Linked DNA regions of Mus musculus: all the other regions are linked to region 3. Evidence: chromatin contacts called from public HiChIP or PLAC-seq and promoter capture Hi-C data. All regions are on one chromosome and are shown on one strand. The core of a region is the stretch at or near the end of the contact, and the rest is flanking DNA. Distances in the headings are between cores, read along the strand shown.

What was found. Promoter capture Hi-C pulls out the DNA fragments that hold promoters and counts their contacts. HiChIP or PLAC-seq counts read pairs in DNA pulled down with a chosen protein or histone mark.
Region 1: a promoter capture Hi-C map of stem cell-derived epiblast-like cells shows a contact between it and region 3, with 3 times the contacts expected there. The contact joins the enhancer-like site here to the promoter of 2210039B01Rik in region 3. A contact is called at or near these places in 11 of 39 promoter capture datasets (the 3T3-L1 cell line, the C10 cell line, HPC-7-derived erythroid cells and 8 more), 3 of 115 datasets of contacts at active chromatin or transcription factors (embryonic stem cells and forebrain) and 1 of 9 other capture datasets (liver).
Region 2: a promoter capture Hi-C map of second pharyngeal arch cranial neural crest shows a contact between it and region 3. The contact joins the enhancer-like site here to the promoter of 2210039B01Rik in region 3. A contact is called at or near these places in 13 of 39 promoter capture datasets (the 3T3-L1 cell line, 3T3-L1-derived adipocytes, the HPC-7 cell line and 8 more), 1 of 15 datasets of contacts at CTCF or cohesin (the NIH/3T3 cell line), 53 of 484 Hi-C or Micro-C datasets (the 3T3-L1 cell line, 3T3-L1-derived adipocytes, the C2C12 cell line and 30 more), 23 of 115 datasets of contacts at active chromatin or transcription factors (T-cell acute lymphoblastic leukemia, acute myeloid leukemia, bone marrow-derived dendritic cells and 16 more) and 1 of 9 other capture datasets (embryonic stem cells).
Region 4: an H3K27ac HiChIP or PLAC-seq map of heart atrium shows a contact between it and region 3, with 9 times the contacts expected there. The contact joins the enhancer-like site here to the promoter of 2210039B01Rik in region 3. A contact is called at or near these places in 22 of 39 promoter capture datasets (3T3-L1-derived adipocytes, the C10 cell line, the HPC-7 cell line and 13 more), 5 of 15 datasets of contacts at CTCF or cohesin (the NIH/3T3 cell line, embryonic stem cells, hippocampal excitatory neurons and 2 more), 50 of 484 Hi-C or Micro-C datasets (the 3T3-L1 cell line, 3T3-L1-derived adipocytes, the C2C12 cell line and 30 more), 23 of 115 datasets of contacts at active chromatin or transcription factors (the NIH/3T3 cell line, T-cell acute lymphoblastic leukemia, bone marrow-derived macrophages and 13 more) and 3 of 9 other capture datasets (adipose tissue, embryonic stem cells and liver).

Annotation. Positions count from the first base shown.
Region 1 is chr12:72,743,043-72,750,612 of GRCm38.p6, reverse strand. No RefSeq gene overlaps it. Among named protein-coding and RNA genes, the nearest start is that of Ppm1a, 14 kb to the left of the region's middle. Within about 2 kb of position 4,957, at least 29 of the 459 cell types and tissues checked have an H3K27ac peak or open chromatin away from gene starts, as enhancers often do. A contact at or near this core is called in embryonic stem cells and stem cell-derived epiblast-like cells, where this site is marked.
Region 2 is chr12:72,849,372-72,856,292 of GRCm38.p6, reverse strand. No RefSeq gene overlaps it. Among named protein-coding and RNA genes, the nearest start is that of Gm40441, 8.4 kb to the right of the region's middle. Within about 2 kb of position 1,777, at least 18 of the 459 cell types and tissues checked have an H3K27ac peak or open chromatin away from gene starts, as enhancers often do. A contact at or near this core is called in craniofacial prominence, embryonic stem cells and second pharyngeal arch cranial neural crest, where this site is marked.
Region 3 is chr12:73,544,604-73,551,862 of GRCm38.p6, reverse strand. 2210039B01Rik (RIKEN cDNA 2210039B01 gene) reads right to left here and starts at 3,380. Exons shown (of 4, transcript NR_044985.1): 1 at 3,292-3,380; 2 at 2,722-2,794; 3 at 1,622-1,667; 4 at 1-707. It overlaps Tmem30b (transmembrane protein 30B), which reads left to right and starts at 5,468. Exons shown (of 1, transcript NM_178715.3): 1 at 5,468-7,259. The coding sequence starts at 5,524. The coding sequence ends at 6,585.
Region 4 is chr12:73,008,857-73,015,588 of GRCm38.p6, reverse strand. No RefSeq gene overlaps it. Among named protein-coding and RNA genes, the nearest start is that of Gm51264, 34 kb to the left of the region's middle. Within about 2 kb of position 2,843, at least 11 of the 459 cell types and tissues checked have an H3K27ac peak or open chromatin away from gene starts, as enhancers often do. A contact at or near this core is called in adipose tissue, heart atrium and uterus, where this site is marked.

The sequences.
Region 1 (7,570 bases), core at 3,708-6,207, 800 kb after region 3:
TTAGGGTGTTTTGTTGTTGTTGTTGGTGGTGGTGGTGGTGGTGGTGGTTTTGTTTTTGTGATTTCTTGTTTTTTGGTTTTGGGGGGTGTTGTTTGTTTTTGCTTTTGAGGGATGGCATGATCCAACTTCTATTTTGCTCTCCTGTATCATAGGAAATAGATCTTTAGGAAAACAAAAGCAAAAGCACAAAGGAAAAAAAATCTTTTAATGTCAATTCTATTTGTCATTAAAGAAAAGGAGAAAATAGTTTCCTGCAGGAAGTGATCGCACTTTGGCTGTGAGGCTGTAGCCTTTTCAAAGCTCTGTTTTACCGGGGCTCAGGATTCTATTTTCTGGAAGCTATATTTGGATACTTCTGCCAATGACTCATCAAGTAACCTTTCTTAGGAAACTAGCAAAATGTAGCAAGGATGAGTACCTCCTAGGAAATGCCGGGTTAAGTATAGAGAAGGCAGAGGCACACTTGAGGAGTTCAGCTGCTTATTCTTGCAACAATCTCACTACTTAGACCGTTTACATTTGCTCTCAATATAAACCTGATGGCTGAAGAAAATTATTTGCCGGTTAATTTCTATCTCATGCTCTCTAGTGAGGATGATACCGAAGCTGTCCTCACACAAGACCCTGTGGAAGGAAAAGCTTTAACCCATGGGAAGCAAGTTGCCTTGGCATGTGTTGTTGAAATATGTCAAAGCAAACAAACAAACAAAAAACAAACCTCAAGCACAAACCTCAGTAACAGTCTGAGGAGCCCAGGACAGAACAGTCATGTGTGTGTGCCTTGTCGCCTTCATCCAATTTAGTGATGAAATTTTACTCTACAGCCAGGCCTGTAATTCCAGCATCAGGAGGCTGAGACAAGAGGATTCAAGTTCAAGGCCAACATAGACTACAGGGTGAGTTTGAGGCCAGCCAGAGATGCAATAGAGAACATCTGCTTCAAAGCAAAGCAATACAAAACATTGCCCTCCGCCATGTGGGTAAAAACTATGATTATTAGACCTTTTATAGTTAGTCATTAAAATCAGCCAAGATATATTTCACAATAGAATCAGTAGAGCTGTTCTGTGGAATCCTGGATTAAGCTCAGCCAACACAACAGGTAGTGTCACTAATAAGTATTTCACTCTAGGAAGAATGATCTCTTGTTTAAATCAAGCACTGACTAAGCGCCTATGGGTCAAACACCATTAAATAGGAAAGGATACACAAATATACTGTAATGCCCTTTTTTAAATCACGCTTTAGCCTCATCAATGCTATTGCTGTTTTTTTTTTTTTCCAATTCCAAATTCTTGAATATTTAGTAAAGTATAGGAATCTGAACTTTTCTTTAAACTACTTCTATACCAGCCAGGAAGGCAGCAAAAGAACTGATCTTTGTCCAAGTAGGCAACACACACACACACACACACACACACACACACACACACACACACACCACTCTTTTGTGTCGTCAATCACAAGAGCTTAGAAAGGCCAGAGGGAACAGTGTGAGTCCTTGGGGCATGCAATGCCAAAAGAAAAGTTTTGGCTCAGTTTGGCTCAACAGAGTCCCAGTGACTTATACTGCCTGGTGAGTCATGTGTCATATCTGGATTATGTACCCATAAACACTGGTTCGGGGGCGGTCAGACCATCATCACAGATCCATTCCTCCTGAAACTGAAATACATGCAACGCACACCCCAGACAGGCTGTAAAACTTCTCTTGCCTTTCACTGAGCTTCTCAAAGGCACTGTTAGGAAAAGGTATTTAAAAGCCACACTAAGTGACCTGCATGGTGGCTCAGCGGGCAAAGGTCCCCGTTGACAAGTCTGAAGAACTGAGTTTGATGGTTGGGATCCATGAGGTAGAAGGGAGAAAATCAGTTTCCATAAGTTGTCCTCTGATCTATGCACGCACCCTCACACCCCACACAAGCACCCATGCACACACACACACCATGTAACAAAAGTAAAAGCCATGATGTTCCATGACATCTTAGATCCTTTTGTCTATTTCATATCAAGTAAAAGACTACAAAGCGAGTCCTCTATGAAAGGTTTGAGGTCATGTGAGTCACAGTCCTTGACATCTGAGATGAATTAGGCTAAACACCATGCACACCATGACAGTACAAACCCGTGACCACTTCCTGCCTGTCAGAACTTAAGAATCTTTATGGATCATTTACTTAATTGTGCCAATAACTATGCAAAGTAAGTGTTGTTGTTACTTCTGCTTTATAAATGGCAACGAGAAGCCACCTGTCAACTCTGTAAAGCAAGAGAGTAAATCAAGATTTAAAGTGAATAGGGGGGCTGGTGAGATGGCTCGGTGGGTAAGAGCACCCGACTGCTCTTCCGAAGGTCCAGAGTTCAAATCCCAGCAACCACATGGTGGCTCACAACCATCCGTAACAAGATCTGACTCCCTCTTCTGGTGTGTCTGAAGACAGCTACAGTGTACTTACATATATACATAAATATATATATACATACATAAATAAAAAGTCTTTAAAAAAAAAAATAAATAAAGTGAATAGGGGCCGGGCGTGGTGGTGCACGCCTTTAATCCCAGCACTTGGGAGGCAGAGGCAGGTGGATTTCTGAGTTCGAGGCCAGCCTGGTCTACAAAGTGAGTTCCAGGATAGCCAGGGCTATACGGGCTATACAGAGAAACCCTGTCTCCAAAAACAAACAAACAAATAAAACAAATAAACAAAACAAAACAAAAAGATTCCTGGAACTGGAGTTAAAGTTAATTGTGAGCTGCCATGTAGGTGCTAAGAATCGAACTCGGGTCCTCTGGAGGAGTAGCAAGTGTTCTTAGTCATTGAGCCTTCTCTCCATCCTTGTAACCCACCTTTCCAATGTCCTCATTGAGTTATTTGGTAAATGTCTTTCTCTTTTCCTTCATCTCTTCCTTCCTTTTTGTCTTTCCTTATTTATGTTGATATACATACATGGGTGCCTTTGTGTATGTAGCAGCCAGAGGTCAAAAACTGGGTCTCTTCTTCAGTTGCTCTCCTCCTTACTGTTTTGAGACAGGAGCTCTTATTGAATGGGGCTTACCTAGGCTGACTAGCAATGAGCCCCAGGGATTCTTCTGTCTGTCTCACTGGCTTTGGAGAGTTACAGGAACATATTGCCACATCCTTTAAAACAAACGAAAACTAACCTAGCCTTTTAGGGTCTCACTATGTATCCCTGGCTGGCTTGGAACTCCATATGTAGACCAGGTTGGCCTAGAAACTCAATATATAGAGCAGGTTGGTCTGGACTCAGAGATCTGCGTCTTGAGTGCTGGCACTAAGTCATGGGCACCACACCTGGCAATCCTCACTCGTCTTTTTATGGAGGTGCAGGGGATATGAACTGAGGTCCTCTTGCCTGCACAGCAAGCATTGCTGACCAAGCCATCTCTCAGGTCCCCCTGATTCATGTCTTTCTTTTGTTTCTTTCTTTTGCAAGTTCAAGCAACTGCTTCTGCATTGGAGCACATTAATTCGGGCAATGCTTCCTAAGCCATTTGGCTCTGAATAAAGTACCTCTGAATCACCATGTTTTGAATCACCTGTGGTGCCAATGTGGGCCCTGAGGACAGCCCATCCCATTAGAAGAGTTACTCATACTGGTGCCAGGTACCAATGCAAGCCTTGTCTGTCCAGCCATACACACTGTCTTTTCAAGTGAATATCAGTGACTTCTTTATAGGACCCAGACCCCCCTGTTGTCTCAACTGATGGCCCACTGGTTCATTCATTCCTTTTAGTAAGAGCTGGGGCTTAATACCAATATTTTAATACAGACTTAAGCATGAGAGTTAAGAGGTGCTCAGAAAGTAAGAAATGTGTGTGGATTTCTTTTCTTTCTTTTTTTAAAGCTAATCCTTTTTTTTCCCCTCTTTTAAAGACTTCTTTATTTATTATATGTGAGTACACTGTAGCTATCTTCAGTCACTCCATAAGAGGGCATTGATCCCATTACAGATGGTTGTGAGCCACCATGTGGTTGCTGGGATTTGAACTCAGGACCTTTGGAAGAGCAGTCCGTGCTCATAACCGCTGAGCCCTCTCTCCAGCCCACATGTGGATTTCTTAAAGAAAAGTCTCACCTCATTTGTTTATTCTGAGCTAGCTGTTTGAAACCCCTTTCATTTGTTTTCAGATAATAGCATTTCAATAGCATTTGGCTTTTCCCTCCCACTATACCTGATATTTAGTCCTTCATTTTTCCTTTCTCTTCTCCTGTTTGATGTAGATAAAGATTATCGATTCTGAATGCCTGATCATAAAGACACCAAAGATAAGAGATACTTCAGTCTAACTGGTTAGAGATGTCAGGAGGTCTATCCAAGATGTGCGATGGCTTTAAGACAATGTATTTCCTCCTTGAATTGGGTTAGTCAGGAAGATATACAAAAGGGAACAATCCCTCAGGTTCCATAAATGTACAGGATACACTTGAGGTACAGTGGGGAAGAGGTGGTACCCAGCCGGTTTTACATTGTGTAGTTACAGTAACTCAATTTCCAAGTCTTAAAAAAAAAAAAAAAAAATGAAGAAAATTTTAAAACTCAAGCAAGTTTTCTTCCCCCCTCCCTGCACCAAATTAGAAGTCCTAGGTAACAGAATCAAAGATCCAAAATGGGCAGACTAACTGGAATTTTAAAACTTCCAGAAATAGCAGGAGGTATGAAGTATAAAGATTTTTATCGCAGATATAAAGGAGGAAGCAGGCAGAGGGAAGATCCAGGCGAAAACATGGCTGGCCCACTAAACCAGACCCTTAGAGAGGAGAGGAGGTAGAGGGAGAGCGAGAAGGGCTGCTGACCCAGAGAGGTGGTTCAGGCCGAGAAGCCAAGAGGGCAGGGCAACCAAAATGGCTGAATTTATACAGTGTCAGGCTGGAGGACGAGAAGCGGAAGCACCGCCCCTGGGAGTGAAAGGTAGGGAGTAGGATGAGATGCTCAGGAAGGTGCCGCAGCCCGGAAGCCAGCAGTCGCTGCTTTGATATGTTAATAGACGCCTCGGCCGCTGGTCCCTAACAAAGATGACACAATTGCAATTTACAAAAATTAGTGTTTGGAAACGATCAAAATAACCATAGGCCATTAATTCAAACTTTTGGAGGCTGTATCGTAACTAAAGGTTACGATAACTAACCTAACGTAACTAAAGGTAACTCTGGGGAAATCTTGAGTTTTCTCAAGTGAGATTCTCATTTGTCCACTGATCTTGCCACTTCCTCCTTTCCGATCCACTCTTTCCACTCTAGTAATCCACAGAACTCTTCATCAGAGGAAAACATTTACACAGCCCATGAAAATAAAGCCTAGCGGAAAGGGGGACCCTGATACCATCTGTATTCCCTGAGAAAAACTGGGCCAAAAAAATGTGATTATGAGATTTCCTGAGTCATCGGGACCTGCTGGGATCTGCTAAAGAATTTCCCGGGCCAGCACACTATTGACTTACAAAACAGGATTTTCTCACTTTTATAAGACATTTCCATTTGTAATGACTTCGCTAAAGATTAGCTCTTAAAACAGGAACTCACACTTGACCTTTCACAGGGGCCCTGTTATAGCTCAGCTATATAGAAATATAAAGCTCACGGTGAGAAACCGTTTTCCTTATCAAAGGTAGCAAGCCTGGCAAGGGCTTGTATTTCCTTCCCCTTCCCTTTTGCTACGTTAGCCAATCACCTCAGATCGTGAAGTGGCGCTTCCTTCAATGGAGGGAGACTCAGATACCATCTCCTTTAGGGATAAAAGAAGGAAGGCATTTTGGCCCCCTTGTTCTCCCAAGCCTGGCTTAGGCTCTGGTGCATACTTTTTACAAGAGGAGTTGCCATGCCGAGCCTCTTTCCCTTCGTTTGAGTATTATTTTATGCAACATCAAGGTTGCTCTTTGTTTCTACCTTGCTTTTAAGAGGTACCTGTCTCTCACGCTGTCTCTGTTGTTAAACGTAATGAACAACATCTCAAGCCTTCAGAGGTTTTGCATCTTTATGCTTTGGTCTCCTTTATTCCCCATGCCCCAGGTGCCACCTTTCCAAGCCCAAGACAGCCCAGCCCAGCTTCCTTCTTCCCTGTCCTTCATTACCCCACACATCACCTTCCTTAACATCTTTCTCCCATTCTCATGATCCCTTTTCTAGCTCCAGAGTCTAGAGACATAAATGCAGACACATATATATATAATACGTACATTTATATATAGAACCTCCACATATGAGAGAAAGTATGTGGCGCTTGTCTTTTTCAGTCTGGCTTATTCAGTTTTTAACATAACGGTTTCCACTTTTCCTGCATATGCCATATTGTATGTTTGTTTATGACCTCAAATCACTCTGTAGCTGAGCTTGACCCTTGAACCTCTTGCTCCCCCTTCCAAGTGCTAGCATTACAGAGCTGTGCCGCCACGCATGCCTGGTTGGTTGTTGGGTTTCAGACTGAGATGAGGGCTGAATGAAGCACATATCTTACTTACTGAAGCAGACCTGACCTCTGGGCCTCCTCAGCTTCCCTCAGCCTGTACTTGGTTTATCCAATCTTCCACCCTGACCTTCCCAACCCAGGAGGTGGGCTCCCCTTCTGCCCCACAGACTCTTTCCTATATAATCCAGACATTTTGGTCTCTAAACCTCTTTTTCTCCTCCCCCGACTTTCTCTCCCCGCCCCCACCTGTCCTCTGTCTCCTTCCCCAGTTAACTTCCCTGGCCTCTTTCCTTGGGGCCAGCCAACTTGCCCGCACAGAGAGCGGTTTCCCAATAAACCTGCATATATAAAATCTGGCTTGAACTGGCTCATTTTACTGGCAGAGAAATATTAATGGTGATAGGAATAAAACCCAGTGCTTGGTGCAGGTTAAGCTTCACTCTGCCAAGTGAACGACAGCTTTAGCCCTTACCAGTTTTAATATCAGCAATGGAACAGGAATCCTATTTTACAAAGTATTTTTCTACCTGGGGCATTCTGGAACTATTTTAGTACATACATGTCTAAACTTACCTATACAATTTTGGCCTATCGTACAGAATTTTATTATGCTGACAACCTTCAGTCCTTCTGATCAATAGTAAAATAGTGATTTTTTAAAAATCAATAATTAAAGCCGGGCGAGGTGACACACGCCTTTAATCCCAGCACTCGGGAGGCAGAGGCAGGCGAATTTCTGAGTTCGAGGCCAGCCTGGTCTACAAAGTGAGTTCCAGGACAGCCAGGGCTACACAGAGAAACCCTGTCTCCAAAAACCAAAAACTAAAACAAAAACAAAAACCCAAGCAGACACCTATGCCAAAGGGAAATTTTTTATATATTTTTTATTTTTTTGGTTTTTTGAGACAGGATTTTCTCTGTATAGCCTCAGGTTGGCCTCGAACTCAGAAATCAGCCTGCCTCTGCCTCCCAAGTGCTGGGATTAAAGGCATGTGCCACCACTGCCAAAGGGAAACATTTTTACACACTATCATTACAAGGTATCTTTAAGTGGTAACTGAAGCTTCCGAGTTAATTTGAGACTTTTTTTCTTCCATTTTACTTAAATAAGTATGTGCATATTTCTCAATTATATGAGCCTTG
Region 2 (6,921 bases), core at 528-3,027, 690 kb after region 3:
TTTCCACCTGCCCCATTGTGTGTGACAGTGACAACGAATGAGGCGTTACCTCCACACCGGTGTGATCTCACCTCCATCACCACACAGGAGCAGACTTACTGCACATTCACAGACAGTGCATTCAAGAGTCAAAGGCAAAGAATTAACACCTGCAGAAAGGATGCAAACCAGGCCATCACATTAAAGAGTATAAATTGATCAAATGAGAATGTAGTAAATGACATCCTAATGGCCCTTATTCTGGCTTCCTAATTCTCTGTGCGCACGAAGCTTTTATGCACTGCTGAAGTACAGCCATCGCAACCTCCGACTAGCCCCAGTTAGTTTAATTATAGCCTAATGCTCTCCAAATGTGCCTAGCATAAAAGCCCATAGCGCTGCCTTGCCTTCATTTGAAAGGATGAGATTGAGCACTTTTTAAAACAAAACTTTAATATAACCCTACAGAGCGTACAAAATATACACTCTTGGGGGAGGGGGAAAGTGTCCTTACCCTGTCTTTGGCAAAGTTACCAGATAGAATCTGCAAAACTAAAGTCCCTACAAGAGGCTACATATTTACAAACCCCTGAGGGCACACAGGTTGGCTTTAGCTCGCAGCAGTGATGACTTCATTGTGCTGTCAATAGAACAACTGATAAAGACTAATTGTAACTGCTCTGCATATGTTAGGTCATTTAATCTTACATGAGGCACAAAAACCACAACAAGACAGATACCATTATCTCTGTTTTAATGATGAAGAGACCAAAGGGAGATTAAATTACCTCGGGTCAAGCAATCCATAAGTGGTATGGGTGAGATTTGAATGCATCCAATGTGAGTTTGCCTCCAGATGACGTCTTTTAATCACATAATTGACTGTATAGATATAGAACGGTTAATAAGGTTCTTAAATTATGCCTTAGCACACACAATGTCCAGGAAGGTCAGATAGCCAGGTATGGAGCCATTTAGTCAGGAGTAGTGTCAGAAGTGAGCCCAGACCCGAAGCCACTTTAGCTCTCCCTCTGAAAGAGTATTCGCTAAGACCGAGCTGCCCTGGATGCGACTTGAATCGGTTTTTTTTGCATGCTCTCTACTCATCTGCATCCAAGTTCAGCTAAAGACGATCACAGAGGATATGCCTCGCACAGATATTGTAAGGGATGCATTTGTTTTAGGCTGAACAATTATATGAGCCTCTAAGGAGGGGGGGGAGCATTTTTTTAATGTTGATATATGCCACTAAGAGGAATTTAAAGTCACCAAGAACACTTCAATTACTTCAGCACTTGCAAACAGCAGAGTTAATGAAAAGCAAGCGTATTTTCTCAGGATCTGGTTTTTTGTTGTTGTTGTTGTTCAGATTAGCAAAAGAACCCCTGAAACCCTCACAGGAAGTGAGGCAATAGCGACTGGGCCGACTTCATCTCCCTGTTGCACCGCAGAATGTTGCGCCTCGTGTGACCCTAATGGAGGGAAAATAGTTTTGTTATTTGAGCGTAAAGACTAAATAATGATAAATCGGTTGCCTGAAGTGCAGAAACAAATGGGTGTGTGGCATTAACAGAGTTAATTGTAGATGCAGATTAAAAGGCAAGATTAAGTAGTGGAAGAAAAGCAGAGTCACCTTCGGCCCAGACCCGCCAAGCAGAGGCGGTCAGTCACCTAGCAACAAGTTTCCTTTCCCCGCTGCGCTCTTTAATTCGGCAAATCTGCTCAGGGTGGCGGGCTGTTCTCCTGACAAAACGCATTATGTAGGAGACGGAGGGATACAAAACTCCAGTGAACACCGCACTCTGCTCGCTATTGACCACTGATCCTTTCTCTCAATCCACAAAAGAGGCTCACATAATGCCCTGAAAGGAGAAGAGTCTCCACAGAGAAAACATTTGCTTGTAATTGAGATTGACTACATAATGAAAATGATGTTCTTTTTTAAAATTCTGCTTGTTGAGGCCACACTTTTTGTCTCCGAGCACTCAAAACATATCCCTGCTGGGAAAAGGGGCAAACATTGTAAAAACTCAAAACTGTGATTTTTTCCCTCCCCCCTTTGCATTGAAAACGCCCATTCTGTAACAAAATGGCCAGGTCTCTCTCCTTAGAACTTAAACAAGTGCTAAGAAGGTAAACAGGAAAACTTCTATTCAGCGGTGCTGTCGAGTTTGCTGGCTTTGCATGCTCATTGATTTGCACAACAACTGGACGGAACTGGATGGGAAATTGGATTTCTTGATTGTGTCCTCTGTGGGGAGACTGTACATTGCTGGACAAAACTCAGCCGGCATTTAAAACGCGTGGCTTTTAAACACCCGTTAAAATTTTCACCTGGCTGAGAAGAAGCAAGAACCACGAGAAAGTAAAAATAGTCTCTGTCTGGAAGCCGCGAAGCTAACGGGTGATTTCCCATCAAAAGGATGGGGTTGGGCGGGCTCTTTGTGAGGCTGGCACAGAAGAACAGCAGCCTGGTTGTAGCCATACCAATAGACCTATCAATTCTGAAATAACGTGGAAATTATGCTTAATTGGGAGACAGTCATATTTCCTATTTCAAGGATTTTTTTCGGGCAAAGCGACTTTCATAAACAAGTGAGCACTCTGAGGGCACCTGCATTCAACACTCCTCTGCTGCCAGTCTCCATTCTAGAGGCCAAGGATGCAAGCATGGAACATAGATGGTCCTTCAAAGACAAACAGGAGTGGAGTGTTTGTATAGAAACTGCTGTGGGGACTGGGAGAACAGCCACCCAGAGCATCGGTTCTCAACCTTCTTCATGCTGAGACCCTTTAATACCATTTCTCAAGTTATAGTGACCTCCAGCCTTAACATTATTTTCATTGCTGTTTCATAACTGAAATGTTGCCACTGTTATGAATCATAATGTAAATAAATATATGATATGCAGGGTATCTGGGGGTCACAATCCACTTGTTGAGAACTGCTGGCCTAGCGTCACGTGCAGTCTGATGGGAGAAGTGTTTGCTCCATATTTCTGCAAAAAGGAAGACAATAAGCCAGCCAGCCCCTTACCTAAAGAAAATGTGGTTAGTGACTGTCTCGGAGAGAGGGAAACCCTTAGCTGAGAGAACGCCACAGCATTCTTAAAAGAGAAAGCCATAGTGCTTCAAGTGGCAGACAGCGGCCTCAGACTGTGTGAGTTGGAGTCTGGAGAAGTATTTAAGCCTTAAAGGGAGTGTGGAAATACTGACAGACCTTACTGTGGAACAATTGAGCTTGCAATGGCATTAGCAGATAACTTGGTAACTTTTATCTTCTCTTCCTTTAAAAAAAGCCTTGGGAAATGAAGAGATGCCAATTCCCTATCGTGAGCTACCATTTTAAATATATGATTGGTATCATACTATGCTTTAACAACAGCAACAACCACAAAAAAAGAAAAAAAATTAAAATTAAAATTAAAACAATAAAATCCCTGATCGGGAGATGACACACAGAAGATTATGAATGAGTCGCATAAGACACCGTGGAAAAGCAGGGAGCAGAGGGTCTCACGTGAAGAGTCTCTTTCAGAGAAGACACAATAATTTTACAAACATTATCTTCTCACGTTGATGTTCAGTCACTTAAGCCACATTAACTATCCTCTTAGCTTTCTCCCTGAGACTCTCTGACATGAAGCATTCAGCAGGCTTTCCAAAGAGGTTAATAGTTCACCAGGCAAAGTTAGAAGGAAGCAGAATTGGCCATTCCTAAAACTCTTGGTTGAAACATGAGGACTTTGTGTTGACAACCGAGGGGCCATAATGAGTCTCTAGTACATTCTTAAGGCTTGTTTCTTTTACCCTGTGAATGGGGAAAGTAAAATTATAGTCTCTAGGTGTTTTGCACGGTTCTTTCACGGGCAGGCTTTCCGACACCAATTAAAGAGATTATGTCATCAAGCGAAAGAAAAGCCGTAACTTGCATGTTGGCACTGTGATTACTTGAGACAGGGTCACAGGACCCAATAGCATAGCAGCTGACCTTCAAAAAATTAACTTTGAGCTCAATTCCTAATTAACCTTTTTCAATACAAGAAAGTATAATTTCAGGCCACTAGCCCCCCTCCCCAAATACCCACTTTTTCTTCTACGATGAATGTGTTACCAAAATCAATTAGCAATTTTCAAAAAGAAAAGAAAGCGGAAAAAAAAGAAAGAAGAGAAAAACCCTTCCCCTTAATGATGTGTCTTTGGGATGATTTCTCTTTCCAAACATAGTCTCCCTCCTGTGTTTACAAAACTCAAAGTAAACTTAACCCTACATAAGTTTTAAACTAAGTTTATGCTAATACCTAAAAATGCCAATGAAGTTGGTAGTCACAGCATTTGAGAGCACCCTGAAGTTCCAGGCTAGCCTGCGCTACAGAACAAGATCTTATCTCAAAAAAGAGAGAAGAAGGAGGAGGAGGAGGAGGAGGAGGAGGAGGAGGAGGAGGAGGAGGAGGAGGAGGAGGAGGAGGAGGAGGAGGAGACAGAAAGAGGCCAGGTGGTGGTGGCTCACACCTTTAATCCCAGCACTTGGGAGGCAGAGGCAGGTGGATTTCTGAGTTCGAGGCCAGCCTGGTCTACAAAATAAGTTCCAGGACAGCCAGAGCTATATAGAGAAACCCTGTCTCGAAAAAACCCCCCCCCAAAAAAAAAAAAAAAAGAAAGAAAGAAAAAGAAATGGAAAGGGAAAGAAGGAAAAAAGGAAAGAAAGAAAAAAAGAAAGAGAAAGAGAGAGGGGGGGAGGAGGGAGGGAGGAAGAAAGAAAGAAAGAAGAAAAATGAAAAGAAAGAGATGTCACAGTGGAAACTTTGTTCCTCAGTTTCCTAGTGGGAGGTTGTATGTCTCTCTCTCACAGATACCAAAAACCTTGGATACTCAAGTACCTCATAAATGGCATAGGAGTTTCATATTACTCATACATCCTAATGTATGCTTTGGAATCCCCTAGCTTCCTTATAATAACTAATACAATGTCTAAGTAGTTGTTATACTGTATAGAAAATAATGGCAAGAGGGCCGAGCGTGATAGCACCTGTCTTTAATGCTAAGATGCAGAAGGCTGAGGCCGGAGGATCTCTGCGAGCATGAGGCTAGGACTGACCGATCCACTTAGTGAGTTCCAGGACAGTCGAGAAGAGATTATGCCCCCCCCCCCAAAAAATACATAAATAAGTAATAAAAAGAGAGAAAGAATAATGACAAGAAGAAAATGTTGTAACTCCATGCTTGGTTAGCAGCCAAAGAAGAACCCTCGGCCATGGGGGGGCTGACTGTGTCACACTCTGCTGCCACACCCTAACAGCATGGCACCACATGGCACCACTGAACCTATGGACTTCGATGTAAATATGTGCAAATCTTTAAAGATTATGTTGGAATTCATTTTTTTCATAGCTTAGAATTAATATTCTCTGTCATTCATAAAACCTCCCTCCGCTGTGCGATGTATTATTTTTTTTCCAGAAATTGCTCTCTGGTGAGAGTGCACCAATTATCTTAGCTTTATTTAGTTGGGCCCGATGTTAAATAGCTGGCAGACTTCACCCTTGTCCCTCTCTCTGGCCTCCGACTGAACAAAAGAGCAGGTTACAGTCAAGGTTGTGCTAAAGGATGGGCCGGTGAGGCAGGCAAGTCCTCTGAGTAACTGATTTTCATCCCAGCAATCACTGTATTTTTGACCCCCATATTAAAGTGGCATTCATCACATTTAAAATCAGAATTAGTATTGCACATCATCAATGCAGAAAATACTTTAGATGTGACCAGAATGTACATCTTGTTAGCTCCCTCTCTCCTTGACTGCTTCGAGCCTAGGCTGTGAATAGCACAAGCCAATTTGACAATTATTCAGAAACTAGCCTAGCTAACATCTCTATTTTGCTATTTTAATTTTCTCCAGTTCTATAAACAGCACCTTTAAATTCTGCCGGTGCTAGATGGTGAAACAAAATCCTGTAATCATTAACGGAGATGATTCTTAACGATTGCCCTTCTGGTTATCACTGTGATATTCAGGACAGAGGTGACACTTCAGTGGAAAAAGAGCAACAGGCTTTTTAAAGAGCCCCACGGGAGGCCCTGAAATGCACCACAAATAGAAACCCGTTTCCCCACGAATAACATCCAGACACATCTCTGCTGTTTTGTTGCGGCCATGTTTCTCTAAACGAACCCATACATGCCAGGGTTAAAAAGAAGCGCCAGGGCTGGCACTGAGACCCAATGAATGTACTGCATAGGTTTCACACAAAACAGAAAGTGACACCAAGTTCATGACAGACAGCACAACACAAAACAGTGAGAACAGGTTGGAAACATGCTGGGGATCTGTTAGTGTGCACCCTGCACCCGGCACCCCGCACCCCACACCCGGCGCTGGCCTCTGGGCTTTACAAATGAAACAAGAAAAACTTTCAATCCTCATTTCAAAAAATGAAGAATCGCATCATGTTGGAAAAGGAAAACAGCAAGTGCACATTTACAATGCAAGTTTTACTTAAGTCTATTGGTTATCTATACCCAATCACACACATACACCCTTGGCCACACCAATGACATTGGAAAAGATTGTGTAAGGTGTGTGTGTGTGTCCTTGTCCATAGAGAAAATGAGCACACACACACACACACATTTGCATGGTTATGAGATGGAACCGACAAAGTCAAGGAAAGGTAAATAACTTCTTTTTAAAAGATTTGTTTATTTCTATTGTATAAGTGTTTTGCCTGAATGTATGTAGTAACATGGGTGCCTGGTGCTCACAGAGGCCAGAAGAAAGCATGGGACCCCAGTTATAGCTGATTATGAACCACTGTTTGGGTGCTGGGAGCTGAACCTGGGTCCTCTGCAAGAGCAATAAAGGCTCTTAACTCCTGCCTGATAAATGACGTCTAAAACTACCATCAGCATGCTTGTTGTGTTCCTGGAAGATGTGCATGCACTGTT
Region 3 (7,259 bases), core at 2,131-4,630:
CCTAGAAAATAGAAAGACAGAGTGAGGTAATTTTAGAAGTACTTAAACGTGAAGTTTCTTTTTCTTTCCCTTTGAGTGTTAAGGGTAACAACAAAGGATGCAGAATGAATGCATTTCTTCATGTGGCTGTTACTAAGGAGTTCACATGATCCAAGCACCCTTTAGTACTTAGTACATGATGATAACATGTATAATAATGAGGAAAGGTGTAGTCTCCCCTCCCCCAGCCTGAAACCTGCTTGCTCAGGGGTGGAGCTTCCTGCTCATTCGTTCTGCCACGCCCACTGCTAGAACCTGCGGAGCCACACACGTGCACCTTTCTACTGGACCAGAGATTATTCGGCGGGAGTCGGGTTCCCTCCCCCTTCCTTTATAACTAGTGTCGCAACAATAAAATTTGAGCTTTGATCAGAATGAATTTGTCTTAGCTCCGTTTCTTCTTTCGCCCCGTCTAGATTCCTCTCTTACAGCTCGAGTGGCCTTCTCAGTCGAACCGTTCATGTTGCGAGCTGCTGGCGGCCGCAACAGAAAGGCCCGAGACCAGAACGCTGTCATGCAGCCGGTTCCGAGGGACACAGGTATACATCAGTCCCCAGGTTTTCCGAATTCGAGAGCTGGGACAGGAAATAGCAGACCAGAGCCGAGAGATTTGAGGAGCTGAGATAGGTAAGGTGTTGTGGTAACACGAATTGTCATCCGGGTGTCTCCTAACGTAAAGGGAAACGTGTCAGAGAAAAATGTTCAAAAAAAAAAAAGAAAGAAAGAAAGAAAGAAAGAAAGAAAGAAAGAAAGAAAGAAAGAAAGAAAAGAAAAGAAAAGAAAGAAGAAAAGTGTCTCTTGTCCCTGTGAATGGAGCCCAGTGGGGTTGAGAGGGGCTTCCTGGTACATTGGTGTGGCTTCTGTAGTAACAGCAAAAAACGCAGGCAGCTCGGGGTGATACTGACCCAGTAGAGAAGGAGAAGGGTATACAAAAATCTATACAAATCAATACAAATATTTTGGAGACTAGTTGTTGCTTCCTATATATAGTGAGACTATCTCAGACAGACCCGCCAGCGATATAAATAACAACACAGAGGCTTATTAATATTTTAAAGCATAGGCCTTTTGCCGAGCAGGAGGGTAGTCTAATCCTGGCTCCTGGTACTCCGTCCCAGCACCTGGCCAGGTCTACCTCTCTGCTCCTCTCTGGTCTGCCTGTTCACCTCCAGGTCATCTGGCTGAATCTCCCAACCTCGCCTTTTCTCCCAGTGTCTACTTCCTGCCCAGCTATTGGCTGTCAGCTCTTTTTTAAAGCCAATCAGATACAACTCTAGATGGCCTTAGGCAGGTGAAGAAGGAACAACTATTTATAAAACATGAGCCTGGCAATGGGTCATTAGCTCTCTGCTGGTACAGAATTAACACTTGAATATACAGAGACACATCTGCACAGAGTGTACCTCAACAGCCCCCTTAGTCCAAAAGAAGATACAAGGATAAACTAAGGGTCCAGGAGGACTGAGTCATGTTAGAACTGTTGCTTTATGCCATGCGGCCATCTTAAGATGGTGGCGTCACATGCCATGTACAACCTTCCTTCAACCTTAGTAAAGATGGCTGAAGCCATGTGGTTACTTACCTCTTGTTGAGGTTATTTGCCAAGATGGAGGAGAGCCACATGGTTGCTATTTAAAAACATATATTTACATAAACAAGGGTTGAATCACAAATATAGGATGCTGCAGCAAATTAAAATTCCTATGTATAGGTTTTAACTATAAACCTTTTGTTATAAAGTTTTAAGCCAAATTCTGTTACAGATTCTTTAACCAAACCCAGTGAGTTTACAAATCTTGAGATAAGAATTTACAGCAGAGCCTTAGGAGGTCAGGGGTTTTATGGTTTGTTTGTTTTGCTTTGTTTTTGAAAACACAATGCAAAGAAATCATAGAGATGAACGATTTAAGAATGGAATATTATGGAACCATAGAGATAAGAGATATTGGGATCATTTGCCTGTATGGTGGCAGAAGTGGCTATAATCTGGGAGAATTTGCAGAGCAAGTGTGCTTGCTGACTGGGGCCATTGATCTGTACTGAGGTGAAGCTGTAGTAAAAAAAAATCTGAGCCCAAGCAGGAAGAGAGAGGGCAGCAAAACAGAACCCCATGATCAAGGGACGGAGGGAGGGCAAGTTCTTATGAACTCCAAGAGGGAGGTGAGAGGGAAACAAGCTGGCAGGAGCTGAGGGACTGCACCGTGGGACTGCAGGTGGGCTGTAGTTCCTGGGGGAAGGCATGGGACATGGAGGGGTGGCAGCAAGTGTCTTTAGTAGAGACCCTCAAGGCTGTCCACATGGTGGGTTGCCCTAAGGGGGGGGGGGGGTAGCAGGAGGCTGCAGGAGACAGAGAGATACTTCTGGAGCGCCAATTGGGAGAAAGAAAGGAAAAGAGTCCCAGGCTGCTGTAGGCAGAGCTGCAGCTCCTGATAGAGACCCAAACAATACAGCAGGAGGGGCGAGCAGGAGAAAAGGGAGGCAGTTACAGGGGTGTATAGGCTAGAGGCAGAGCAGGCTGCAGGAACCAGCGCCCACGTGGAAGGCATAAAAGGCAGAGCCCAGGGAGACAGGAACAGTTAGAAAGCAGGGGGAGAAAGCAACAGCTGGAGAGCCAGACTCCAGAATTTGGACTCAAATCTTGTGGGTGGCCGAAGCCATCAGAAACAAATGATCATTACGTACCTTAAGAGAGTCAGCTCCGCAGCTCAGTCCGGAACGGCCACGTTCCCCAGAAGCGAGCTCATTTATACCATTCCTGTGGTTTCGGCACAAAATAAACAAGTAAAAGAAATAAAAAGTAAAAGACAAGGAAACGTGACAGGTCCTGGGTACAGTGAAGGAGGTTTATTATAGTTATATGGGAGAGCACAGGCAGGGGCAGCAATCTCTGGGAAAGGCCAGAGTGGCCATAACCAGACTGAGCTGTGCCTTGTGAGGAGAGGGGGAGGAGAGAGGAGAGAGGGGAACCAGGTACAGCAGCCAGGAGGACCAAAGGTTCAAAGAGAGTGGGTAACCCAAATGGTTGGATTATATAGGAGAGAGCAACCCAACCCCCTAGATGGAGAGTTCAGGATAAGGAGTGGGATACAGCAGCCAGGAGGGCCCTGGACCAGGTAGGGACTGCAGAACTGCGGGGAGAACCTGGTGGCCAGGTCTGTGTTGCTATGTTAAATGGGCACCTGTCTGCCTTGTCCTGGGCTGGAGACCTAACACATCCGGCTTGACCTTTCTGTTGTGTTTAATCCTACTGACCGTTTTATGCTCTGAAACCTCCACCTCTTTCTGCTCTGGCTTCCCTATCCGTGAACGAGTGTGCTGCTGCCTTTACACCATCCGGGAAAGCTCTGAGTTCCCCGTGTGAGCTTGCAGGGTGTGGTGGCCGTGTGACTGTAGACTTAAGATCCATTAGATAAAGTCGTGAGAACTGGACTCCTTCCTGCAGCCAGGATCACACAGAAGGGTGAATCAATGACATGGGGTGGGTGGAAGTCTCCAGAAGGGTAAAGAGATCTGTCTATTCTTTTATTAAAAGATTAAAAGTGTTAGGGAAACTTTTTGACCCTTTGGGATTCGCTTTTGTGGGGTAGAGGAATAAAGGTAGAAGTGAGGACAGCTGTAGCATTCTCTAAGTTAGCACTTCCAAGCCATAGTCAGTCAATGGAACAAAATCAACCTAACGTCACTCTCATCCACATGTGATGTGACCACATGCCAGCTACTGGCTATTCTGTTCTTATTCCTATGTACTACGTGCCTGCCTCAGGTTTCTATTCCTGTGATAAAATACCAGGACAGAAAGCAACTTGAGAAGGAAGGGCTTATTTCAGACTACACTTCCACACCGCAGTCCATCATCAAAGAACTCAGGGAAGGAACCCGGAGGCGGGAACTGAAGCAGAAGTCATGGAGGAACACTGGCTTGCTCAGCATGCCCTCATCCCTTCTCCATGACCTCCCCGCCCAGTGGGGGCTCCGCCCACCGGGGGCCCCGCCCACATCAATCATCAAACAGAACAACACCCCTCCGGCTTGCCCACATCTTCTCCATGTGGTTCCTTCTTCTCAGATAACTCTAGTACAAACAAACAAACAAATAACAGCCGGAGAGTGCCTTATTAGACTACTAAGATTCCAGTTTGGCCTAATTGCCATTTCTTCTACATTGTTCGGCACAGGGCTGAAGACTTGGAAGACAACATTAAAAATATTTCCAACAGCTCTTAGTTTTCCAAGTCTCTTTGGATTTGGATAAACGGGTATGCACGAATAACAGAGAAAGCACTTAAGCTATTCACACTGTATGAGCTGCAGGAGTGTACTTCTGTACCTAAGGAAGATTCCATGCATAGCCCCCTGTGCCCTTGTGTATTCTAACCAACCCCGAGACAAACAAAAACAACAAACAAACCAGCCCCAAGGCCCAGGCTGGTTGGAGTTTTCATACAGCCTATACATCCTTCTAGTTCAACTAGGACCAAACACGCAAATGTCCTTGGCTGTGGATATCAGCGAGGCCCTCCAGGGCCTTGGGTCGGGCCTTTCTCTAATCAAGAAGATCTGAAAAGAACATCACATTCAGGCCACAGCATTTTTTTTTCTCATTGGTGGTTCCTCCCACCAGCTAGAGAAGACATTCAAAGGCTGCAAACTCTCCCAGTCATTGATTCTTAATAAATCATTTTATTTTTACAGAACTTTTCACCTTTTGTAGTTATTAAACCAGACTGGAGCATTTGGCTAGGAACTAATCCCCCCCTTACATAAAAAGGGGAGAATAAGAACTCCACGTTGAAATTGATACAGCTACCACAATGTAACTCCCAGGGCACTGTATTTTGTGCTTGAAAACTAAGTGAAACCCTACTTAAGACTCACCCTTTTCCTTAAATAACGAGGATTAACAGCCTTAACGAGGTAATAAATAATCAAGCCAACAGAACCCCACCCTGGAGCAAGCTCTGGGGTGGAACTTTCTTGTTTAAGTCAGGCTTGTGATCTGGGGAAAGTTGCTCGGGCCCTGTGGAAGGAGACAGGAACCTGACCAAAGAGATGACCCACTCTGAGCCCATCACTTGCCCACGGAGGAGCGGGAGAGCTGGGAGGAGGAGGGGAGGAGAAGTGGGAGGAGGGAGAGAAGGAGGAATAGAGAGGAGGAGGAGTCAGACAGGGAGGATCGAAGGGCCAGAGCCTGGTGTGGTGAGGAGCCTCGCCCTGCTCACCTGGGAAGGGCGCCATGCAGGGGCGGAGCCAGTCCCAGGTCACCTGGGCGGTGGCGGAACTGAGCAGTCCCGGGGCAGAGGCAGCGCGCCCCGCAATCGGCCTCACCTGCGTGGGGGGCGGGGCTGGCGCACCTGCGCGGGCGGGCGGGCTGGGGGCGGGGCCGGGGAGCAGCCGTCGAGCTGAGCAGGCGAGCGGAGGCGGGAGGCTCGCCGCTGATCCTGGGTTGAGAGTCGGCGGCCGCAGGCCCCGGCTGAGATCCCCGCCATGACCTGGAGCGCCACGGCGCGGGGCGCGCACCAGCCCGACAACACCGCCTTCACTCAGCAGCGCCTCCCCGCCTGGCAGCCGCTGCTGTCGGCGGGCATCGCGCTGCCGCTCTTCTTCTGCGCCGGCCTGGCGTTCATCGGCCTGGGCCTGGGCCTCTTCTACTCCTCCAACGGCATCAAGGAGCTGGAGTACGACTACACCGGCAACCCCGGCACCGGCGATTGCTCGGTGTGCGCCGCCAAGGGCCAGGGCCGCGCTCCGCCGCCCGGCTGCGCTTGCTCCTGGAGCTTTACGCTGCCCGAGCTCTTCCCGGGCCCCGTGTACCTCTACTACGAGCTGTCCAACTTCTACCAGAACAACCGGCGCTACGGCGTGTCCCGCGACGACGCGCAGCTCAGCGGCCTGGCCAGCGCGCTGCGCCACCCGGCCAACGAGTGCGCCCCCTACCAGTTCCGCTCCGACGGTCTGCCTATCGCACCGTGCGGCGCCATCGCCAACAGCCTCTTCAACGACTCCTTCTCGCTCTGGCACCAGCGCCAGCCCTCGGACCCCTTCGTCGAGGTGCCGCTCGATCGCACCGCCATCGCCTGGTGGACCGACTACCACGTCAAGTTCCGCAACCCGCCGCTGGTGAACGGCAGCCTGGCGCTGGCCTTCCGCGGCACGGCGCCGCCGCCCAACTGGCACCGGCCGGTTTATGAGCTCAGCCCGGATCCCAACAACACCGGCTTCATCAACCAGGACTTCGTGGTGTGGATGCGCACCGCGGCGCTGCCCACGTTCCGCAAGCTCTATGCGCGCATCCGCCAGGGCAACTACTCCGCCGGTCTGCCCCGGGGCACCTACCGTGTCAACATCACCTACAACTACCCGGTGCGCGCCTTCGGCGGCCACAAGCTCATCATTCTTAGCAACATCTCTTGGATGGGTGGCAAGAACCCTTTCCTGGGCATCGCCTACCTGGTCGTTGGCTCCCTCTGCATCGTCATGGGCTTTGTCATGCTGGTCGTCTACATTCGCTACCAGGACCAGGACGACGACGACAACGATGATGAGTGATCCTGCTTCCCAAGAAACCCTGCCTGCTTCTTGGCCAAGCCGCTTTTAGCGGTGGCCTTTGTTCCTAACACAACTTCAGGCCCACAGATCTGTTGTGGAAGATGGGCCTGGTGAAGGGAATTACCCGCCACGGGACTGTTCTCAGGTTCTGGACTGCAGAGTGACACATCTTGCCATTTTCCCCATCTTCTCCATGGCTTACCGACTTGACACGCCAGGTCCTTAAGATTCCTGGATTGGAACTCATTAAGACCAACAGCCAGGATCCCGATTTTGAGCCTAAACTTTTGTTCCTTCCTCTAGGCACACCTCCCTCCGCTTTCTGGGAGGGAGATATCAGATGGGGCGGGGAAGTGTTGGGATGGCAAATGATACCCGCTGATTGCCCGCAGAGGCACAGAGGAGCAGGGAAAGCATATTGGTTAAGATTTAAGTCGATGACGAGGCACCAGGCCCCTCAGGTTCTGACACAGTAAGGCCAGGATGAGCAAGCTTCTCTGGAATCCTTGTGCCCTTGAATTGGAATCTTGAGCCAGGTTGGGCCTGAAGTACTCACCTGAATTCAGTTTTACCTGTAATAATTTGTTCCCGTGAACGGTGGCAATCATAGTGCTCCTGTTTGGTCCTAAACACATAGGAAGGAAGCTGGCAATTTGTGGAATGAGCAAGAAAAC
Region 4 (6,732 bases), core at 1,594-4,093, 540 kb after region 3:
TCTTTGTATGTATGAGTGTATTTGTGTGTGTGTGTGTGTGTGTGTGTAGTGGGCCTGAGATGTGCCTCCTTCTACTAAGATAACCTGAGCACGTGAGCTCAGAAGGGAGGAGCCATCTTGCAGCTAGTGACTGCAGACTCACCAGACGGCAGCCAAGGCAAGTCACTTTGCACTGACGTGTGTTGGTGGAGACAAACTCAACAGCAATGGGTTGATTGAGAATTAAGGGCAGAACTGGGACTGAGGTATAAGGTCACTGAACTTGAGTCCAGCATCCCTGCCTGGTGGGAGGCTGCCTTCCGGGCTCACAGTGCTGTTGCGATTGGACTCTGGATATCATCCGCCATAGCTCTGATAACCAATGCAGAGGGTTAGAAAAGTGACTTGAGCACATGTCCCATTACAAGCTTCCTCTTTTGAAATATCGGGTCTTTAGGTGGGTTCAGGAACAAGAGTTCTGCAGCTTTTTCAACTGTCCTTTGCCACACTTGCTTTCCCTGGCTACTGTTTCAAGTCTCATCAAAGTCCACTCTCCGTCTAGGCCATGAGGCTGAAGGGAGCGGGTGCCTCCCTCTTGCTGCGGACTCTTCTGGTGTCTTTGGGGCCACCATCCTCCTGTTTATTATTTGTTTTCTCTTCACTGTAGAACTACTCATTAAACACAATTTGAGGATTCTTTTGATGGAAGAGGGCTTTCAAAGACAATATTACATGGGGTTTGCTTGCCAGCAGGGTCAGCCAGCAAGCACCCAGCTTTGGACCAAGACCCTGCATTCTCAGAGGACAAGGACTCCATTAACAGACTCCACAACTGAAGGTTGTTCTTTCCGCTTCCAGACTTATAAGGATTTCTGAAGTGCTTATTATTAGCCTAAACAGAGTGAGTGAGTGTCCTTATCATTCAAAAACAAATACACCTGTCTGGCAAGCAGAAGCTCTGCTTGGCTTTATGAACCAGGAAAATCAACATTGCATTCGGAGCCCAGCCAGTAAACATGAAGGGCCTGTAAAGTCATGTTGAAGGGGAAGGACCTCTGTAGCTGAACAGCCACCAGCTGAAGAATTGGAAGACAAGGCTTGTGGCCACCTGGCCTGCACATTCTCTCTCCCCTTCTCATGCAGGCGGTACAGTTAAGTGTGGCATACAGGAAGTGGGAAACCTCAACCATTACTAGAGAAAAGACCTAGGAGAGGCAGCAAAGGCACCCAGGGGTGGCTGAGAGGTCGAGACTCTTTCTGATTGTTCCCGAGTATTGGCACCTCCCTTGCTGAAAAAGCTTAGCTCTGGAACTTGGCTATAGCACCCTGCTTTCTCTCTCCCACCCCCTCTTTCTTTCTCTTTTGATGCCTAGGATCCAACCCAGGGCCTTGAACTTGGTAAGCAAGCACTTTACCATTGAACTGCATTCCTAACACAAGAAAAGGAGTATTTTATAACCCTAAGTCACCAGGCAATCAGGCCTGGTATTGGTTCAGTTGTTCAACTCATCTGACAGTAGCTTTGGGCTCTAAGACGATGTATTATTTTGTATAAGATAAACATTTAATGTGAGGTTCCTGCCCACTTGGGAGTCTATGATTTAATTCAGATATAAGAGATATGCCATCCAGGGCCCTCAACACACACCAGCTATGCACAGCCATTGGCAACACACTTTAGAGACATTTCTGTCGTTTAATATTCATTTATTAATATTATTAATAATTAATAAAGATTTGGTTTTAAGGAAATTAAAGCAGGAACTGCAAAGGTGGCTCAATGGTAAAGAATTCTGGCTGCTCTTGCATAGGACTGGGGTTTGATTCTCAGCACCCACAGGGTAATTAATAACCACCTGTAACCCCAGGTCCAGGGAGTCTGACACACTCTTCTGGCCTCCGTGAGCCCCAGGCACACCGAGTGGCATATAGACATACATGTAGCATGTAGGTAAAACACCCCCACACATAAAATACTAATAAAAAATGGTAAGAAATTTAAAAACAATAATAAATAAAAACATTGAGGATTAATTTCAAGAAATTATTCAAGGATTGAGTGTGTGGCTCAGTGGAAGAATAGGTACATAGCATGCATGAGGCCCTGGGTTTGACCTCAGCAACACACTGTAAAATTAAGAAATCACTGAGTATATGGTTGTTAATATTAGAGAATATAATCAACTAAAATTCAAAGTCATATTTATCCTATTTTTCAAATCCAGGGTAGGCTGCAGGAGACATCAAGTTTGAAAGCAGCAGGGTTCTGTTTAGACTCTATCCTACCACTTTTTCCCCTTGTTTTTGAGGGGCTCACCATGTAGTCTAGGCTGGTCTTGAACTCACGATCCTCCTACCTCAGCCTCCTGAGTACTGAGATTGCAGGTGTGTGCCACCAACCCTTTAAAACTGTGTAGACCTGTAACATAACTTGGTAAGCCTCAGTGTTCACTGTGGAAAGCATAGCTGTATCCACGTTGGGGTGTTGGTATGGAGATTAACTGAGATGGTGCATGCAGAAGTGCTCAGGCCTGTGCAGGGTGCTCGTTCTGCCCCATCCCTTCTCTCTCTACTGTTTTATATGAAGGATTACGCCTGTGTTTTATTTTAGTCAGCTCCCCCTCCCCCGTTCTTGGCTTTTCTTGTTGTTTTTGTTCTTGTTTTTTCTGGCTGATCTTGTCTCTTTGGTTTTCCTCCTTCTCCTCTCTGTGGATGTTTGTTTTGCACATGTTTATTTTTCCATCATGATCTTTCCTTGGGTTCTTTTTCTCATTTTCCTTTTTGCGGGCGTCTTTTGTTTTACCTGGGGGCTGTAAGCCCTTTGCACGTTGATGTCAACACTGATTGCTGATCTTGGACTTTGCAGGGGAAAGGGAGGGGGCGAGGTGTGGGAGGGCAGCTCTTAAGAGCCCTGGAGAAAGGATGTTGGGAGGTTCAAGTGGTCAGTTGCTCGGCTATCCATATTTTGCAGACACACACTTCAGTTCCTGGCTGGGAGTCTGACACTGTTTCCCACGAGTCCTCGGGGGTTTTTGGATCTGCCCAATCCCTTCTTTCCCTCCCTTCCAGTCTCTGCCTCGTAGTGTTGAAGCTAAGCTTTCCCCTTTTCAACTTCCTGCTTTCTCTCCAGCACGGTTTACATACAAGGTTCTTCTCTGCTGCAGAACACCCACTTGGAGGTGTGTGTGGCGATTGGGTTAGGAGGAGGATGCCATTGTTGATAATAGCAATAAGAATAATAGCTACAGATGAAGAGCCAGTGCTCACACAAGGCCAAAAGCCAAGACAGGGGAACTCTTGACCCTGGCCCACAGGGGACAGAGTCTAAGTGGAATCCAGACAATCTAAAGCCTAGGAAAAAACTAAGGGAGTGGTGGACGGTGACATAAGGGGAGCCCAGGGAATATTTCTGTCATTTTAATTTCCACAGACTTTTATTCATCACTTACCCGGAGCTAAGTCATGTCCTAGGCTCTGAGTATAATTTATTGAGCCCGTATGAAAAAGATCTCTACCTTTAAACAGTTTCTAAGTGTTCCAGCTGCAGTTTTAAAAGTTGTGTCTTTTTGAAATTAATATCTAGTGTTTTAAATTGAGATATAGTTATCTATCTTTGGAAACACCACAGAAAGGAACCTGGGGTTTGACTGCAGCAATGGGTTTTGTGATATATATAAGGAATAGTTAGTAATATGCCATAATTAGTAACTATATGTCATCATCATTATTATTATTGATGAGGGGTCTCCCTACAGAGCCTTGGCTATCCTGTACTCACTACATAGACCAGGCTGGCCTCAGACTTACAGAGATCCACCTGCTTTTGCCTCCAAGTTCTTGGAATTAAAGGCCTGTACCACCATGTCTGGACAACAGTACGTTTTAATTTTTTTTTTTCTTTTTGAGGCAAGGTCTCAGTATATATCCAGGCTACCCTTGAACTTAGAATCCTACTGCCTCAGCCTCTCAGGTGTGTAGGTTATAGGTGTAAACCACCATACCTGGTTATTTCTGTATGGAAATTTCAAGAAAACATAAGGATAATGTCAGAATAAATGTTCATTGCTTGTCACTCAACGTCAATAATTATCAACATGTAATCTTTTCTAAAAAGACTTATTTTGCCTTTTTGCCAAGATGGAGCTGAAAGCGAAAGCAAAGAAGGAAACTTCTGCCCCTCCCAAAGCCAAAGCCAAAGCCAAAGCCAAAGCCAAAGCCAAAGCCAAAGCCAAAAGCCTTGAAAGCTAAGAAAGCGGTGCTGGAAGTCCATCACCACAACAAAGAAGATCTGCACATAACCCACTTTCAGGCGGGGCGGCCAAGGACCCCGAGGAAGCCGCCCAAATATCCCCAAAAGAGTGCACCCAGGAGAAACAAACTGGGGCACCAAGCTATCACACCATACACCCCTGACCGCCGAGTCCGCCCTGGAGAAGACTGAAGACGGACAACAGCACGCTGTGTTCATTGTGAATGTCAAGGCCAAGGAGTACCAGATCAAACTAGCCGTGAAGAACTATGACACTGGTGTGGCCCACAGTCAATACCCTGATACAGCCAGACAGAGAGAAGAAGGTTTGGTTGGTTCCTGATTATGGTGTTGGGATACCCAACAGAGTCCATCTGGCTAATTCTTATTTTTCCTCCATAAGAAATGTTATTATGTTCTTAACTCCACCCCACCCTAATGTGTGTGTGTGTGTGTGTGTGTGTGTGTGTGTGTGTGTGTGTAGGTGTGTGGACATGAGTGCAATTGCCCTAGGAGTCCAAAGGCACTGGAGGTCCTGAAACCTGAGTTACAGACAGCTGCGAGCTTCCTGGTACATGCTCTTGGCCATATCTCTAGCCCCTAAATCAATCTTTAAACATCTTTTCCTCCAGTATTTCCCTGAAACATGTCAAGACATTTCCTCTGCACTTCAGTATGCACTGCAAGTGGACAAAGGTTCTCTCTACATAGCTGCTTGGCCATTATGACCTGCAGCAAAGGTAATGATAAGTCTGTAATACAGGCCAACACAAAGTCTGCACAGACTTTTCTAATTATCTCAGATTCTTTTCTTATAGTTGGCTTGTATGGGCTGGGATCAAAGCCAAACCAACACATTACCTTTGGTTGATCTGTTCTTAAAGCTCTTATCCTCCTGTGATAATAGTGTCTGTTCCCTCTTCCCTCTAAATGTTCGGGTCCAGTTGGTTTGCTTCTCTTCTCTGCTCTCTTCATGATCAGAATGCTCTTTTCTGTGACTGCTGGGAGTGTGAGCTTTTAAGGTCTCATGCCCTGAACAACACGTGGTTCAGAGGGTAAAAATGCCTGGCCCTCTTGCTTCGCTTTGAGACAACTCTGAAAGGAGAGCCCAACTTCCAAGCTCTGCAAGGTGATTTGAGATGTCAGAGGTCTTCTTTTCTTCGATTCCCTTTAGGGTGTCTTCCTGAGGTTCCCCCGACCAGAGAATTGAACACAAGTCTCAGGGAAAGGATGTTCTAGGAGAGCTGAGGGTCTACCAGGAGTGATCCTAGCAAGCAGAATCTAAAATGGGATTTTGGAGTTGGGTGTCCCACTTGCCAATTGGCAGTACAAAGGGGATTTCTGATAGATGGGATCCTGGCAGCTCCTACAGACTCAGAAGTGATTTTCAATAGAGGGTAAACTGTCACAGGGCCCTGAGGAAGGGAATGTGTTGTCAGGGACTGTCTCACAGGCGTTTGGTAAACTTGAGGCAATTAGGAAACATAACAATGATGGCAACTTGGATGGCTTTGGCTGGAGGCTACTGATGCAGTGGGGACAGGGCAGTGAAAATCTGCTCCTGATTAATCATTCACCCTGGGGCTTCCTTGGGAGCCTGCAATGGGTTTCTTATCTCTGCAGCCAGAGGGCAAAAATGGCTATCAGAGCGCAGACTTAAATGGAAGGGTAGTATGGATCTGGTAGTCAATGTGGTTGTGGTGTGCAGGTTAGACCCAGACTGGGCCTTTCCTGTGACTGGGGATGGAGGTATCTGTATCTGAATTAATGTACTGGAGGCAGGACATCATTGGATTCCCCTGAGATCTCCAGCCCCTGCAGACATGACCATTTCCCTTCTATTAAAGCCAACTCTCCCCTTGTTTCCAGAAGTTGTTTCCTCTCTCTCTCTCTCTCTCTGTCACTCTCTCTCTCTCACTCAGAATTCTTCATATCTGCACACTTTACCAAAGATGTGTTAAGCATACTGAATGAGCAATAAGGGACAAGTCCTTAAGGACTTTAAGACACCTGCCTTTCAGCAGACAGGAGATAATCTTCCCAAACGTCCGAGGGTCTATTGTTTCAGAGAAATGCCCAGAAATCAGGAGTGTGCTAGTGCATTCTCCCCAAAACGAAGGATAAATAATAGAATTTAAATCTTCCTGATGCTAAAAAGGAAACAATACACTCGCTAGGTCAATCTGCTCTTAGGGGCAGATCGCCTATGGGTAGAAGTCAGGTTTTGACCTGTTTGCTGAATGGCATGGGAGCTTTTCTAGGCTTATTTGGGACTCTTTCAGGGAAGGATCTGCAGCAGGTCCAGACTGGGAAAAGCAGCCCTGTTGTTTGGGGTACATGACATGAAAACTGGAAGTGCTGGTGATAGAAAAGATGTCACAAAGAATATACGGCAAACTCTCATAGGGAAATCACAACAAATGTCCACAGGGTTCTGGCTCAAGGCCATGCTCATTGTAGCAGAGAATGCTAGACCGTTCACAAAACAGCTGCTTTCGAGTTCC